2 separate regions of the Mus musculus genome follow, and region 2 is linked to region 1. A link is a contact called in public promoter capture Hi-C data. All regions are on one chromosome and are shown on one strand. Each heading gives the region's core, a stretch centred on a gene start, on an enhancer-like site or on the middle of the called end of the contact. The rest is flanking DNA. Distances are from core to core; before and after follow the strand shown. Region 1 holds the start of Tub (tubby bipartite transcription factor). Region 2 holds the start of Stk33 (serine/threonine kinase 33).

Evidence for each region. Promoter capture Hi-C pulls out the DNA fragments that hold promoters and counts their contacts.
Region 2: a contact with region 1 is called in a promoter capture Hi-C map of hippocampal neurons, with 3 times the contacts expected there. The contact joins the promoter of Stk33 here to the promoter of Tub in region 1. A contact is called at or near these places in 11 of 39 promoter capture datasets (the HPC-7 cell line, cranial neural crest, embryonic stem cells and 4 more), 3 of 115 datasets of contacts at active chromatin or transcription factors (astrocytes, embryonic forebrain and embryonic stem cells) and 2 of 9 other capture datasets (adipose tissue and embryonic stem cells).

Annotation. Positions count from the first base shown.
Region 1 is chr7:109,007,328-109,014,317 of GRCm38.p6, reverse strand. Tub (tubby bipartite transcription factor) reads right to left here and starts at 3,438. Exons shown (of 12, transcript NM_021885.4): 1 at 3,180-3,438. The coding sequence starts at 3,217.
Region 2 is chr7:109,435,400-109,442,389 of GRCm38.p6, reverse strand. It overlaps Stk33 (serine/threonine kinase 33), which reads left to right and starts at 3,337. Exons shown (of 14, transcript NM_054103.1): 1 at 3,337-3,473. It overlaps 1700095J03Rik (RIKEN cDNA 1700095J03 gene), which reads right to left and starts at 3,772. Exons shown (of 2, transcript NR_152110.1): 1 at 2,208-3,772.

The DNA of each region.
Region 1 (6,990 bases), core at 2,189-4,688:
TAGTGCTGGAGGTTCAGCTAGATGTCACATGAGGTGCCTGCTCACAAGGAGTTCATGATTTGGTGAAGAAAACCCTGGGCACTGCAGGCAAGAACACTGAGAATGGGTGTTAAGGAAAGGCTCTGCATTTAAAAGTGCTTATTCCTCTTGCAGAGAACCTGAGTTCAGTTCCCAGCACCCACATGGCAAATTTACACCTGCCTGTAACTCTAGTTCCATGGGACCTCTTGCCCTCTCCTTGCTTCCATGGGCTTCCATGTGGTACACATAAATTTACACAGGCGTACACACACACACACACACACACACACACACACATGCAAATAAACAACCACCAACTGCACAGGCCTATAACAGGCCTGAAGCTACAGTCCTTCCTTGGAACTCCACCCACCTACAACTTATAAAAAAGCTGCAGAGTCAAACATTACAGGCATCTAATACTCTTCAAGAATACAGGTAACAGGAGATGGGAAAAAATGACTCTAGTTGTTGATCTTTATAAATGGAATGGCTCCCTTTTAAGTCAGAATGTGAGCTTAATCCATGATCATTAGAAACTGAGCCAAAATTACCCCTAAGAAGATTAGCACCAACTATCACTGCTTTGAGGAAAATGAGCTGAGCCAAGGGAATGCAGGATGCAAGAGAGAGAGAGAGAGAGAGAGAGAGAGAGAGAGAGACAGACAGACAGACAGACAGACAGAGACAGAGAGAGAGAGCCTTTCAGAAGCGCTAACAAGTCAGTCTCTCTCCCCCATACACCACATTCCAGTCTGAAGTGCTGTGGCATTAGGGAAAACCTCACACTAGGCAAAGCACGTGTATGCATGCTGCCCCCTGCCTAGCTGCCAAGAACTGTGCTTTGTCTTCTGTCCCAGTTTTCTGCCACCAGACAGACCTGTGGCTTTGCCTGCAATCCACAGCCTAGTGATGCAAAGGGCCATTTGGATCGCCTCTCAGCACAGGTCTTCCCTACTAGGAAGTCTATTCCCAAACCCAGTGCTTTTCCAGGCTCTGCGCATGCTCAGAAAGACTGAACAGGGCAGAGGAGGCTCCTCCTGATGGCAGCCCACCCCCAGCTGAATACCCACTCTCCCCACTGCACAGAACAAGAAGGCAGGTGACAGGAAGGGAGAGAGGAAGCAGGGTGGGCCACAGGGTGCCAAGCTGCCTTCAGGGCTAGGCTTCCAGGGTGGCAGGATTCTGTGCTTTCAGCTGAGTGTGGGAGGGAGAATGGGGGATGGTTAGGCTTAGGCTGGGTTGAGTGCCAATCACCCATTTCAGGATATCAATGCCCTGGGCACTTGCAATAGAGTTCTCAGAGATAATCCTATCTCCCAGAGGTCTCTTTTCCTAGGCGCAGACTAAACCCTCTTAGCTTGAGGTAGATTTTTTTTTTTTTCTCTACAAGCTTTGCAAGTTGCTTTAGTCCTTGGGTCCCTGGTAGAATCAGTCTTGAACCATAACCAGCCAAGCCTTCCATTTTGCAAAACCTAAGCACAGCATTATTGCCACAGTCACAGTGTAGCCTGTGGCTGGCCACTACCCAACAACTGATCTCCTTGAAGATACTTCCACAGCACTATTGTCTGTTCAGTCCATAGGCACTGCCTTCCACCTCTGCTGGCAGACAAATGGTCAGAGATACTCTGTAAGGCTGCACATGAGTCAAGAAAATACCAGAATGGCCTCAGCACTATCTGCACCCTCATCCTGGATATATGTCAAGGGCACATAGTCTTCTGAGTTAGTACAACTCAGGCCCCAGTTCCCAATTGGAGGTTTCTCCCTTATCCATGTGAGACTGAGGTGTGGGCTCACATGTCTGCAGGAGCCTGTGTATGACTCTCTGTCTACATGTGTCTCTGTGTGTGTTGGTGGTAAGACAGAAAATAACTCAAAAAGCCCCCACAGAGGCTGAGCTCAGAGGCAATAATTATTCTCGAGAAAAAATCGCTGAATTCCCAGGCCTATGACAGGTGCCTGTTGGTAGAAAGACCCGCTTTTAACAAGCTTCAGGCAGTTCGAGCTGGTTTCTAATTGGGGTTCTGTCTGGACCGACTCTTTGGAAGGACTCTGTCAGGATCACTTTCCTTCATGGGCTATGTGGGTCCTGAGTGTCTGATTCTGCAAACCAACAAATGTGCACCTGGGTCAGCAATAAAAAGTGGGTCTTAGCAGTCCAGCTCCCTTTTTACACACATGCCTCTTCAGGAGGCTTTAGAGACAGCCCGGTAGCCCATGGCAACTAGAGAGCCAATGAGTGGCCACGGATGTGGCGCTGCTATGGCAATGAGCTCTTTTCCCTGGTAATAGAATTGAGTAGTGGATGGAGAAAGGCCTGCACCTGTGTGAGGCTGGAGACCACCCCTCCCCCACCACCCACACAAGAAAACCCGAGTCTCTCTTAGGTCTGCCCAACCAAGTATCCAGGAACAGGAGGTTGGTCAATGCTCTTGAGTGCACGTGAGCGTGTGTGAGAGCAATTCTCTGAATTGTGAGCTAGTTCCACTAACAAGCATCTCTGAAAGGTACTGAATAGTACTTATGAGTAGGTAATACGGTGTATTCCTATACGCACAGATTTGAATGTATGCACCTGTGCAGCCCCCAAATTAAGGTCTACTGAGATATATGGGTACATGTAAGCTGCCATGTGGCCTGGGTTCTAACCATCTCAGCAAATCCATGCTTTGGGGATATGAACTGAACAGCAGGGACATATTTGGCCCAGCGCGCAGATGCTCTGTTTGTGTGCAAGCGTGAAGATGCAGGGATGTGTGCGCACAAGCTATCCAGACGCATGTCCTGGGTGCTGGGCCTAGGGGGCGGCTGGCTCACAGCAGTTCCTTTCTCCATGTGCCACCCGACTCAACAAGGCTAGAGATCTTTTAAGAAGCTTTGGGTGTTGAGAAGGGTGGAAAAGGGCAGGTGGCTTTGAGGCCCTCAAAGTTGGGATGGAAAAGCCCGGCACCTCCAACCCGCGCTCCCGGTGTTGGAAAGGAGACTGAGGGAGCAGTACCCTGCCTCCAGGCCAGATGGCCCCGACCGACGCTGCATCCCGACTCGGAGGATGGTGGGTGCCCTGGCTGCGCGCTCCCGTCCTCCTCCCCGCCCTCAGCGTTGGAATGGGGGTCCGAACATGCCCTGGAGCCGGGGAAGCCGGGCCCGCGTACCTGTAAGGAATCCAGTCGGAATGCGGCTTGGAAGTCATGTCTCCCGGGGGCGGGGCGGCGGCTGCGGCTCCGGTGGCCGGGACCGCTCGGGGCTGGCGCGGGGACCCTGCTCAACTCTCGGGCCGCCCCGGGCCGCATCCTCCCCGGCCCGACCGCTGGGCCCCGCCGAGGCCCTCTCTGCACGCCAGGGCCCCGGCCGCGGGCTCCCAGAACGGTTGTCTGTGCGCGGTGCAGCGCTCGGGAGAGGCGGCGGGAGTGCGCGGGGCACCGGGAGCGCGCGGGCTGGAGCGCGCCTGAGGCGGGAGAGGCAGTCCGCACCGCAGGCGCCGGGTCTCGCGCCCCAGGCTGAGCCCTGCGTGGCAGCCGCCGCCCCGCCCCTGGCCCCGCCTCGACGGAGACCCCACCCTGGCCGGTGGATGCAGACCGCGCGGGATGCCCACTCTCTGCCGGAAGGATGCTGTCACCTAGCCTCAGTTTCTCCCTCTAGGACCTCAGCTATCCCTCAGTCCTTGACTATCTCAGATTTACCCTGGACTCAACTCAGGGAGCCTCTGGTCTGAGTACTGACTGAGTCCCTGTTTCCTTCTCAACTTCCCATTTCATGTGCCTGCCTCCATAACCTTCTGATCTTTAGTTAAGTAAACGGTGTTTCCTCTGCCTGGGTCATTCTTTTGGACCTTACGCTTCCCATCCACGTTTCCACAACCAAGGGAAGAGTTCTGTTTACGGTTGCACTCCAGGTCCTTAGAAAGTTGGAGCATTAGCGGGCACAACAGCTTTGACAAGCAAATATTTTATCCCTATTTCCCAGGGAATGAAGTCTGAGAAATGGCTTGACCGAAGGGCAAGGAACAAGGAAGTGTTGGAGCTGAAGTTGAACCAGGGTCTCTCATCTCTCAAAGCCCTTTTGGAGGGCAGCAAAATCTCAAGAAAGATCCTCCTAACCTTGAATGCTGCTGAGATGGCTGTACAGAGGACCTACATTTAATAACAGGCAGGGGAGGGAAAGATGGAAGATCCATAATAGGGCTAGATGGAAGAAGGGAGAGGCCAGGTATCCAGCAACGTAGGAGGCTGGAAGGCCAGCCTGAACCTCATAATGGGGATCAGGGAAGGGACTACTGATGAACACAGACCCTATACACTCCTCAAGTGTACCTTAGGCTCAGCAGCACCGGATATGCAGTAGAGCCTCCATGGAGAGATATTCTGGCAGCACTGGGAGGAGTGTGGTAATGACCCCCATGTTTAGGGTGGGTCTCATCTTACTGCCCTGGAGCCAAGCCAGAACCTGCCCCTGGGGCTTATTCCAGCTTCTCAGCCTTGTCTGACCCATAAACTACAAATACAATAATGATGATATATGGACTGCTTGGTGAGCTATCAGGGGTTGGGGCTTTGTTAGGTGAGATTTAAATAACTTCATTAACGACTGGCCTAGGAACTGTATATATATATATATAGATAAATAGATAGATAGATAGATAGATAGATAGATAGATAGATAGATAGATTTTTTTTTCAGCAGAGGAAATGAAGCACAGAGAAGACAAGCACAATGCTCAAGGCTGCACAGGTAGTCCTCGGTGAAGCCAGCATTCACATACTAACTCCCAGTCCACAGTCTCCATCCTCTGCTTCCCAGTAGTCCATGTGCTGTGCATGTGTTTACTCTTAAATCCTTATCTGTCTAGAGTGAGATCTTAGCTCCCCAAACCCTGTTCACTTGGGTTATTTATTAACCTCCTAAGGGCTATTACTGTCATACTGGACCTCCCAAGAAAATCTCCCAAGAGTAGGGTGCAGTGTAAAGCTGCTGCCTGGTCTTCAGAGCAGCAGAGGGCTAGTTTGTCCCTCCTTCCCTGGAAGCCAGAGGACAGCAGCAAAGCTACTCCCCCAGAGGCTGCTGTCCTTTAGGCCGAAGACCTGAAAAAAGGGTGTATGAGAGGCACTGACCCCTAAACTCCCTGTTGTCCATTCCACCTCTGACAAAGTTATAATTATTTGCTATCTACCTCTGTAGGATGACAAGCGTCTGGAAGACTTCCCCATCAATACTTTGCGGCTGTCTTTTCCCCTTTCTTTCCAAATTCTCTGACACCTTAATGCAATCAGAATTAAGTTGGAAGGTCTCTGGAGCCTGAAGTAATTGAATCTATTAAACAGACACTCCTGGCTCTGTCCTAAGGGAGCAAGATCTGGAGGTAGAGTGAGGTGCAGAAATGAGATGCTTTCCATGGCTTCTTTTTCTGCATGGGCTATGTGAGCATGTGGGATTCAGAAGAGCCGGGAAGCCTGCCAGTGCATGGATGAGTGTGTGTGTACCCAAGAACATGTATGTACATGAGATGTGGGAGGACCAAGAACCTGTATGCTATGGGGAAGCCAAGGATTTGTAGGCCAGTGCATATTTTGTGTGTGTGTGTGTGTGTGTGTGTGTGATATTCAAGAGAAAGGGGAAATGTGTTGCTGTTTCATGACTAAGTATGTACACATGAGATATGAAAAGCTATTGGAGACTCAGTCAGTATATATGGTGGGGAGAGGGAGGGAGGGAGGGAGAGAGAGAGAGAGAGAGAGAGAGAGAGAGAGAGAGAGAGAGAGCGAGCATCGGAGTCTGTGAGCCCCTCTACAGACAAAGAAGATCTGCACAAGAATGTTGGTGAGATATGTTTTTTAGAAACTGGTGGCAGGGTAGGATCTGGATGTTCTACAGGGTTTGTAGTGTTCACACTCAACTCACAACTCGTGGAGGGTTTCCCACTTGAATGATGACATCACTGGCTCACTTTTTTAGTTAACCCCAGTGGCTGAATCAAAGGGATGCTCTGGAAAGCCATATACAGAACATTATAGTTGACTGCCGACTAAACATTATACATTCTTACAGTTGAGTTATATAAGTGACTTTGAAGAAGGTCATAAGCTTTTCAAATTTATCCCCAGGAACAAGGTCATCTCTACTTAAACCCTTTTACGCAGTAAGCCCGAGATGCCTTCCTCACCACTGGTCTAAATACCGTTAGCATGGGGTATTTGCTGGTATTTTAAATTCTTGTTATACTGTAGGCATTTTTTAAAAAGACAAACTGGAGTCAGTCTGTAAGGGGGTGTGCCACCTAAGCTTGAGGACCCCAGTGCCAGCTCTCCTCAGCAAGATCCATTCCCCCAGATAAGAAGACCTGCCATGTAGAGTCCTACATCATCTATGCTTAGTTCAACAGTTTATGAAACGAGGCCACCTCTTTCAACTGTGGAAGCAAAGGGGTATGAATAATAAATGAATATGTGCACAGGCTGAACTCTGCCTTGTGGCTTGGCATTGTGATCCTGCAGTCTGGCAAAAGCAATTCAAATCAATCAGATGTCTACTAGACATTACCAGGTGTAAGGCTGATGCAGGGGTTGGTGGCTGTGGCAGGGATAAGGGGCAAGACCGCTCTCAGGAAATTTTCACTCTGGCAGTATAAACAGGGAAAAATGATGACTATAGCAGTAACTGAGTGCTTGCAAGAGTAGACCAGAGGAGGGACAGTCAATGAATTTGGAAGTAGGAAGATCTTCTATGTATAGAAAAGGGTAATGGTTGACTTGGGCCTTGAAGAGTGAAAAAGATTTTTTTTTATAGATCGGAAGGAAAGGAAAGGGGGGAGATTAATAGTTACCAAGAGACTATGAATACCAGCTATTATATCTACCCCAAACTAGGTATCATGAGCAAAGTCACAGACACAGAAGAGTGCACACAGTGTGCTTGAAACCCAGGGAGTTAACCAGGGTGCTGAATGGTCCCGGTGGCAGCAGATGGGCC
Region 2 (6,990 bases), core at 2,088-4,587, 430 kb before region 1:
TAGATGAAACAAGATAAGATGATAGACTGGGGGTATGTGTATGGGGGAATCCTCTAGAGAGGAGGTTGGGGTGGGCTTTCTGAGGAGGGGGCAACTGTACAGTCTGAATTATGAGAAAGCAGCAGCCTTGGAGAGCTAAGAGAGCAGAGCTTTAGAAGCAGAAAAAACAGCAAGTGCAAAGCGTGTGGGGCAGCATAAGATAAACATCAATATAGTAGTCAATAAAAAATCAAAGTCAGAATGAGGGGAACATGGAAGAGGATAAAAGAGAGCTGTAGACATGTGAGCTGCTAAGTTTAGCCAAGTTATTAAAACTGAACTGCAAATCTGAGCCCCATCATCTCCTGGAATCCATGCTAAGAAGGGAAATGAAGTTGATCTCATGGTTTTCTCCCTTCATACGGATAAGGCATGACTATTTTTCCTAACAGAATTGAAAGTTTCTTGCATGGACTGTCCTATGGGGGCATAAAGTAATTATATTAGTTGGCAAGGGCTCTATACCCACAGCTATTTCTTTATAGAAGTGGGGGACTATCCTGAATTTTTGGATGGGCCTAATCTAATCATATGAGTTGTTCATTTATTTTGCAGTCCTGGCAAACCCAGGGCGGTACACATGCTAGGTGGGTCCTCTTTTGCTGAGTTACATCCCCAGCACTCACTCTGGTCCTGTAGAGCCTAGAACCTTCTCCAGATGGAATTAGAGGCCAACTAAATCTCAGAAGTGTTTCTGTTAGTAAATACATATACAGTGGGTGGCAATATAAAACATATTTCTTTTTAGTGGCTTATGAACCAAAAAAAGGAGAAACCCTGGCTTAGATAAGCTGGAAAGATTCTGCTACGGGGTTGGGACATTCTTAAAACCGCTTTAAAGTTAGGCAGAGTGGTGCATGCCTTATATTCCAGTACCCAGCAGGCAAGTGGGTCTCTGTGAGTTTGTGGCCAGCCTGGTCTACACATCGAGTTTTAGGACGCCTAGAGTTGTATAGTGAGTTCTGTCTCAAACAAAACAAACCCTCTAACAAATGCAGAGATGTCACAAATATTTTACTTACTGTCAGGGGAAAAGCTCCATTCTTATTTAAAACTTATTTATTTTTATTATTGTGTCTGCACATGTGTGCACATGTGCTTGTGCCACGGTGCATGTATGGAGGTCAGAGGACAACATGCAGGTGTTGGCTTTCTCTTACCTTTGCATGTGTTCTGGGAATGGGACAGGTTGTCAGGATTGGTATCTTTATCTACTCAGTGTCTTTATCTACCAAGCCGTGCTTGCAAGCCACTGATATCGTTTCTTAATATAAGCAAATGGAGCAAGGCTGATGCTAAAGACTTGCGATAGGCAGAGTTCCAAGGGGAAGATAAGGTGGTACACTCAGCCTTAAACATTTTGGAGGGTATCAGTGAGACAGCTCAGTGGGTAGAGGTTGCACATATGCAGGCCTGAACTTGTTTGAACTGCAAATCCCACAAGGTGGCAGGAGAGAACTGAGCCCCAAGAGTTGTCCTCTGATCTCCATATAAACACGGCAGAGATACATGTTCATATGCACCCAAATAAATGGACCTGTGTGTATGTGTGTATGTGTGCGTGTGTGCGTGTGTGCGTGTGTGTGCGTGTGTGTGTTTAGGCTAGAAGTCAGCTTTAGGTGGTGTTGTTCCAAGGAACTGTCAACTTTGGTTTTTGACTGCTCACTGGTCTGAAACTTACCAATTAGTCTATGATAGCTGGCCAGTAAGCCTCAGGAAACCTCCTGTCTCTACCTCCTTAGTGCTGGGATTATTAGCATGTGCCTCTGTGCCCAGTTTTCAATTTATTTTTTTTAACTTGGGTTCTGGGAATCAACCTCAGGTACTCATGCTTGAAGTCAGTATTTTATCAACTGAAACTATCTTCCCAGACTACAAACACAGTGTGCTTCGATGGTCTGACCCAACTCAGAAAAAACAAAACAAAACAAAACAAAACCCTAGCCTACTGGTTCCTAACCAGTGCTAGAAACACATACACACACACACACACACACACACACACCTACCCACCCGTTCAAAACTGGGACCTATTTAATCAGAATCTCTGAGTGTATAATTTGTGAATCTACACTTAAACACAAAATAAAGTAAAACAAAAATTCCCGGTAGATGTCTGGTGTTGAGCAAGTTTGGGCATCACTGACAGACTGCAGGGGAGGACTCACCAGCATGCCTTTCCAACAATTCTTCCTACCAGTGTTGTCCCTTAACTAGGCTTTGTCAGATGTTTGAAGTTGTTTTTTGGAAGGGTCCGGAGTCTAAAAGCCTTCGTAGGGGTTTGTTAAAGGCGGATCCATGCATGTCACAGTTCAGTGAAGCAGATAGTAGTTTATCTCCTCAAACTCATGCTCAGACTTAGGCTTGGATGGGCAATCATGCCATCTTTCTATACAGGCAAGGGGGACATACAGAGTGCAAATTCTCACATCTCTTCCAGACTCTTGTTAGACGATAGTTCTGTAATTTTCCAGAACATTGCTTGGCCAAGATCCCAAAGTTCTATTAATATAGTACATGGCAGGGAGTATTTGTGGTTGAAAAATGGTTTCCAAAATGAAGTTACCAACTACTTGTGCCCATTTTGAGCACTTTTTTCCCTCCTATGAAAGCAACAGGATTAAGTAGTTGCCAAATGTACACCTGTAAGCAATAAAATTAATTGCTTTGCTGTACTGTTACTGGCTATCAATCACCTTAATTTTAGAAGACATCTGCCTTGAATAATTATGCTAGTCCAAGTAGAGTTGAATTTCTTCCCGACAGCTGCTGGAGAGAGGACCCGCCCACAGAAGCCATTCCTAGTTCAGATCAATAATAGAACATTAGCATACAGCTGTAGCCAGCTTTTCACGGCTCCATTGCTTGCGACATACATTGGAGATGGTCCCACAGAGGCTTGGGACAAGTCTAGAGATATGTTATTTGACTCGTCACGGGCCACTTCAGCCTTTCTGTGAGGATCCACACCCAGCTCTCAGCAGAGACGCCCTGACCACGTTCACATCGTATGAGGCCCCCTGGACGGGCGAGCCTCGCCGCACGAGCACCGGCCGCCTGGGCCATGACTGAGAATAAGTCGGAACATCCCGTCACGATAGCGACAGTGCTGTTGAAAAGCGTTTTACTTGACACGGTGCTCGAGGCAGGCTTCCCCGCTCCGTGTCTGGGGTGCGGCCCGCGGAGACCAGGCTCCCGGGCACGCGGGCGCCGTTGTGCGGCCCCCGCTCTCCTCACAGGCCTCACTTGCGCGCGGAAGGCTGGGGCTTCGCGTTTGCTGTCGCGCTTTGTCCCGGTGCAGACCCCGTCCACCTCCTGGGTCGGCATCCCGGGCCTTAGAAAAGTTCAGCTTCTTTAGGTGTGGCGTTCGGGGCTGGGGGACCACTCGGGTCCAAGTGTGTGCCTCTGTCAGGGGCAGCCCGCCGGCCGTTGTGGTGAGTGGCCTCGCAACGCTGACTCGCCCTACCCTGAGGGAAAAGGTGGGCGGGAGGGTTAGGCAGCCTTCGAGCCCCGTTGCTATGACAACCGCAGGCAAACGGGCCTCAGGGCTCCAGCCAGCGGTCGGCCAGGCGTCCTGCGCGGAGGAGGGTCCTGGGGATGATCACGGACCCTTTTAGGAGTCTCGGGGGACCCAAACACCCGGGACCTCATTTTCCCCTGGTCTGGTGTTTGGGGTGGTCCCTTGCTGCTTGGGTCCATCTTCACTTCCTCACTCCCATCCCATGTTCGCTACAGGAAACATTTTTGAAAGTTTAATGTGATCTCACTCAGGGTAAGTGTGTGTGTGTGTGTGTGTGTGTGGGAAAACGTCCTTAAAAGCCATGGAGTTGTAAGGGCTTGGTGTCTTTTTAATTTCCTAAGAGCCTGACATCTACTAGGACCTCGTTATGTGGTAGCTTCTTAAGTCTTTTTCCTTGCACAGAGTGGATGCTCAGGAGGCAGGGCGATGTTAAGAGCAGTCTCCAGATGATTCTGAGGACAGGGAATTTAAACCTGCTGTCTCTGTTTCCTAGACGCACGTTAGAATTTCTCACACCGTTGTCGGGTGAAATGAGCCTGTATGTGGTATTGCCCTGTGAATGACAAATAGAAAGTGGTTAAGTTAGTTGTAGGGGATAATTGCACATTCGGGGTGCTCCTCACGCCTAACCACAGCGGAGGAACCTTGCCCCCCCCCCCCCCCGCTGTTTTTTGGTCTGACAACCCACCTTCAACATCAGAGCAAGATCAAGCCAGCCTATGTAGGAGGAAGGATCTGCGAATGGAATGCCAAAGCAACAGATTTTGAACTTAAGCTTGCTCTCCTTGTTCTCCAGGTCATGTCTTCAAATTGTGAGCACCACACCGAGATACTACATATCTAAAAGTCTAGTCTGTGTAAGCCACCAGTGTTCTTTTCCTAATGAATCATATATCTATATCATTTTCAAGCCAGGAATCTTGCCCTCATCAGTACCCATTTCCCTTTCTCCTATGTCCATACTGCCATGACTTTGTGTTCATTTTGTCTTCAAACCAAATATCAGATCTAACCACTTCTGTTTCTTCTTCTATCACCCTAGTCTGGGCTACCATGCTCTTACTGTGTCTCTTGAAGTTACCTTCTAATTGGTCTGAAGTCAGTGTCCCATTTTAAAGTATTCCTATTTTATCTCTTGCTCTACAGCAGGAACAATATTTAAAATTTACAAATTGATTATGCTGAGCCAGAAAAATGGCTCCTTGGGTAAATAAATGTGCTTACCACCAAGTCCGATGACACAAAATTGATCCCCAGGACCCACGTGTTGGAAGGAGAGAACAGACTCCACAAATTGTACACAAAATAGATACATAATACATACATACATACATACATACATACACACACACACACACACACACACACACACACACACACACAGCACACAGGGAGGCCCTGAATTCAATCCTAGCACTCTAAATAAATACATAAGTAAATAAATAAATTTAGGCCAGGCCTTATGGCTAGCTTCTACTTGTTTTCTTCCTGATGTAGTCTCTCAGGTAGCTGGGATTGCAAGCATGCGCCTCTGTGCTTGGGGATACATAGACTCTTCTTCAGTTTTCCATCATGGCTTTTTGTCTCACTTCAGGACCTTTGCACATGTTCCTGTCCCTGCCATTGTTGTTCTCTTTAATTAATTCTTGGTCACCCTTAATATCCCAAGGCCAAATGTTTCCTCAAAGTGATCACTATATTTGATTAATTTATCTGGAACAAACCTCCTCAAACATTGGCCCTTCCGGCACAGTTATCTCCCTTCAGTAGCATTTGTGTGTCTGGCACACGGGGGCTAGGGGCGTTAATAACGAGCTGGATGCTTGAGTTACAACTGTTTCCCCATGGCATTCAGTCGTATATGAAAATATCATGCTGTGCCTAGAAGCACAGACTACAGAACCAGACAGATGGTTTACATGTTCATTCTAGTTCTATCACAGTTCCATGCCTGAAACCCGTGGGGCTGATGTTTCATTTTATTGAAGGGTGATATGGTGGATGGATGGATCCTCTGGGATCCAGAGTGTGTATATATTGTACCCTAATGGTCTGAATAAGAATGGCATCCATAGGCTTATATCTTTGAATGCTTGTGGGTGGGCTTTGGGGTTTCAAAAGCTCAAGCCAGGCCCAATGTGTCTCTCAGCTACTCCTCTAGCACCATGTGTGCCTTGTGTCACCGCTCTTGCTCCCTGCCACACTCCCCACCATCATGGTAATGAGCTAAACCTCTGGAACTGTAAGCCAGCCACAATTCAATGCCTTCCTTACTGAGATTTGCAGTGGTCATGGTGACTCTTCATAGCAGTAGAACACCAACTAATTGAACCCTGAATGTCATCAAGTACATTAACTTTTCTATGGTAAACTGAATCCACTCTTACTTGGGATAAAGGTGATACATAGGTTGACATCAGGTTATGGCAAGGTTTAGCAACGAATAACTTACCAAAAATTTATGATAACATTTTGTTTCCATAGCATTTGAATTTTTGAATTTCAGCCTAGAATGTCAGAGTTTGTTTCAGTGTAACCTTAGTTCAGTCACCTTCTCAGTGCCTCAGATTTCTCACTGGGAAGTCAGACATGACAGTAGCACTGGTCTGCCTATAGTTGAATGCCAAATTGCTTTGAGAAGTGAGTGAATGACTCCATGTGAACTACTTGGAACAGTGAATGGTGATTAGTAACGTGTAAGGATCTGCCCTTGTACCGTCTTCTTAGCTCCACAATCACACTATGAATGAAGCTTTATTAGCTATTATTAGTGGCTATTTATATGTGAACTACCAAATGTAATGATGAATGTCTTCATAATTTAATCTTCTCATTGTGTCCTTGTTGCTTAAGATCAGTTTCTCAAAAATGGAATTACAAAGGAACAGGGATGCTGTAGTGTTCTTGAATTGTAGGTCTGCTCTGCTCTCCAAAAAGACTGTACAGTCTTCAGTCCCACTATCAGCTATGTGATGCTCATGTTAGCATTACTTAAAAAAACAAAACAAAACAAAACAAACCTTTGTCCACTTCAGATAAAGTTCCTCCTTATTTTAACTCATATTTTTATTATTTATTTGTTTAAAGATTAAAAATATCATTATTAGATATTAGCTATTTCTTTCATCCAAATTGACTATACAAGCTCTTTGAAAGATTTTCTAGATATAGTGATTGTACGCATTCATGTGTGATACTTGAATACATGCACATAGCATGTAATGATCAGATCAGGGCAACTGACATATTTGTCACTTCAGGCATGTATCACTTCAAACTGTCACCGCTCTTGTTCCCTGCCACACTCCCCACCATCATGTTTTAAGTTTTAAGTTCGTTGTCACTGAATAGAGCTGTCTGATTGAGCTGGGAATATTTGGAGTCATTCCTGCCATCCAGCTTCACCCCCGACCCACTTACTATACCGTCAG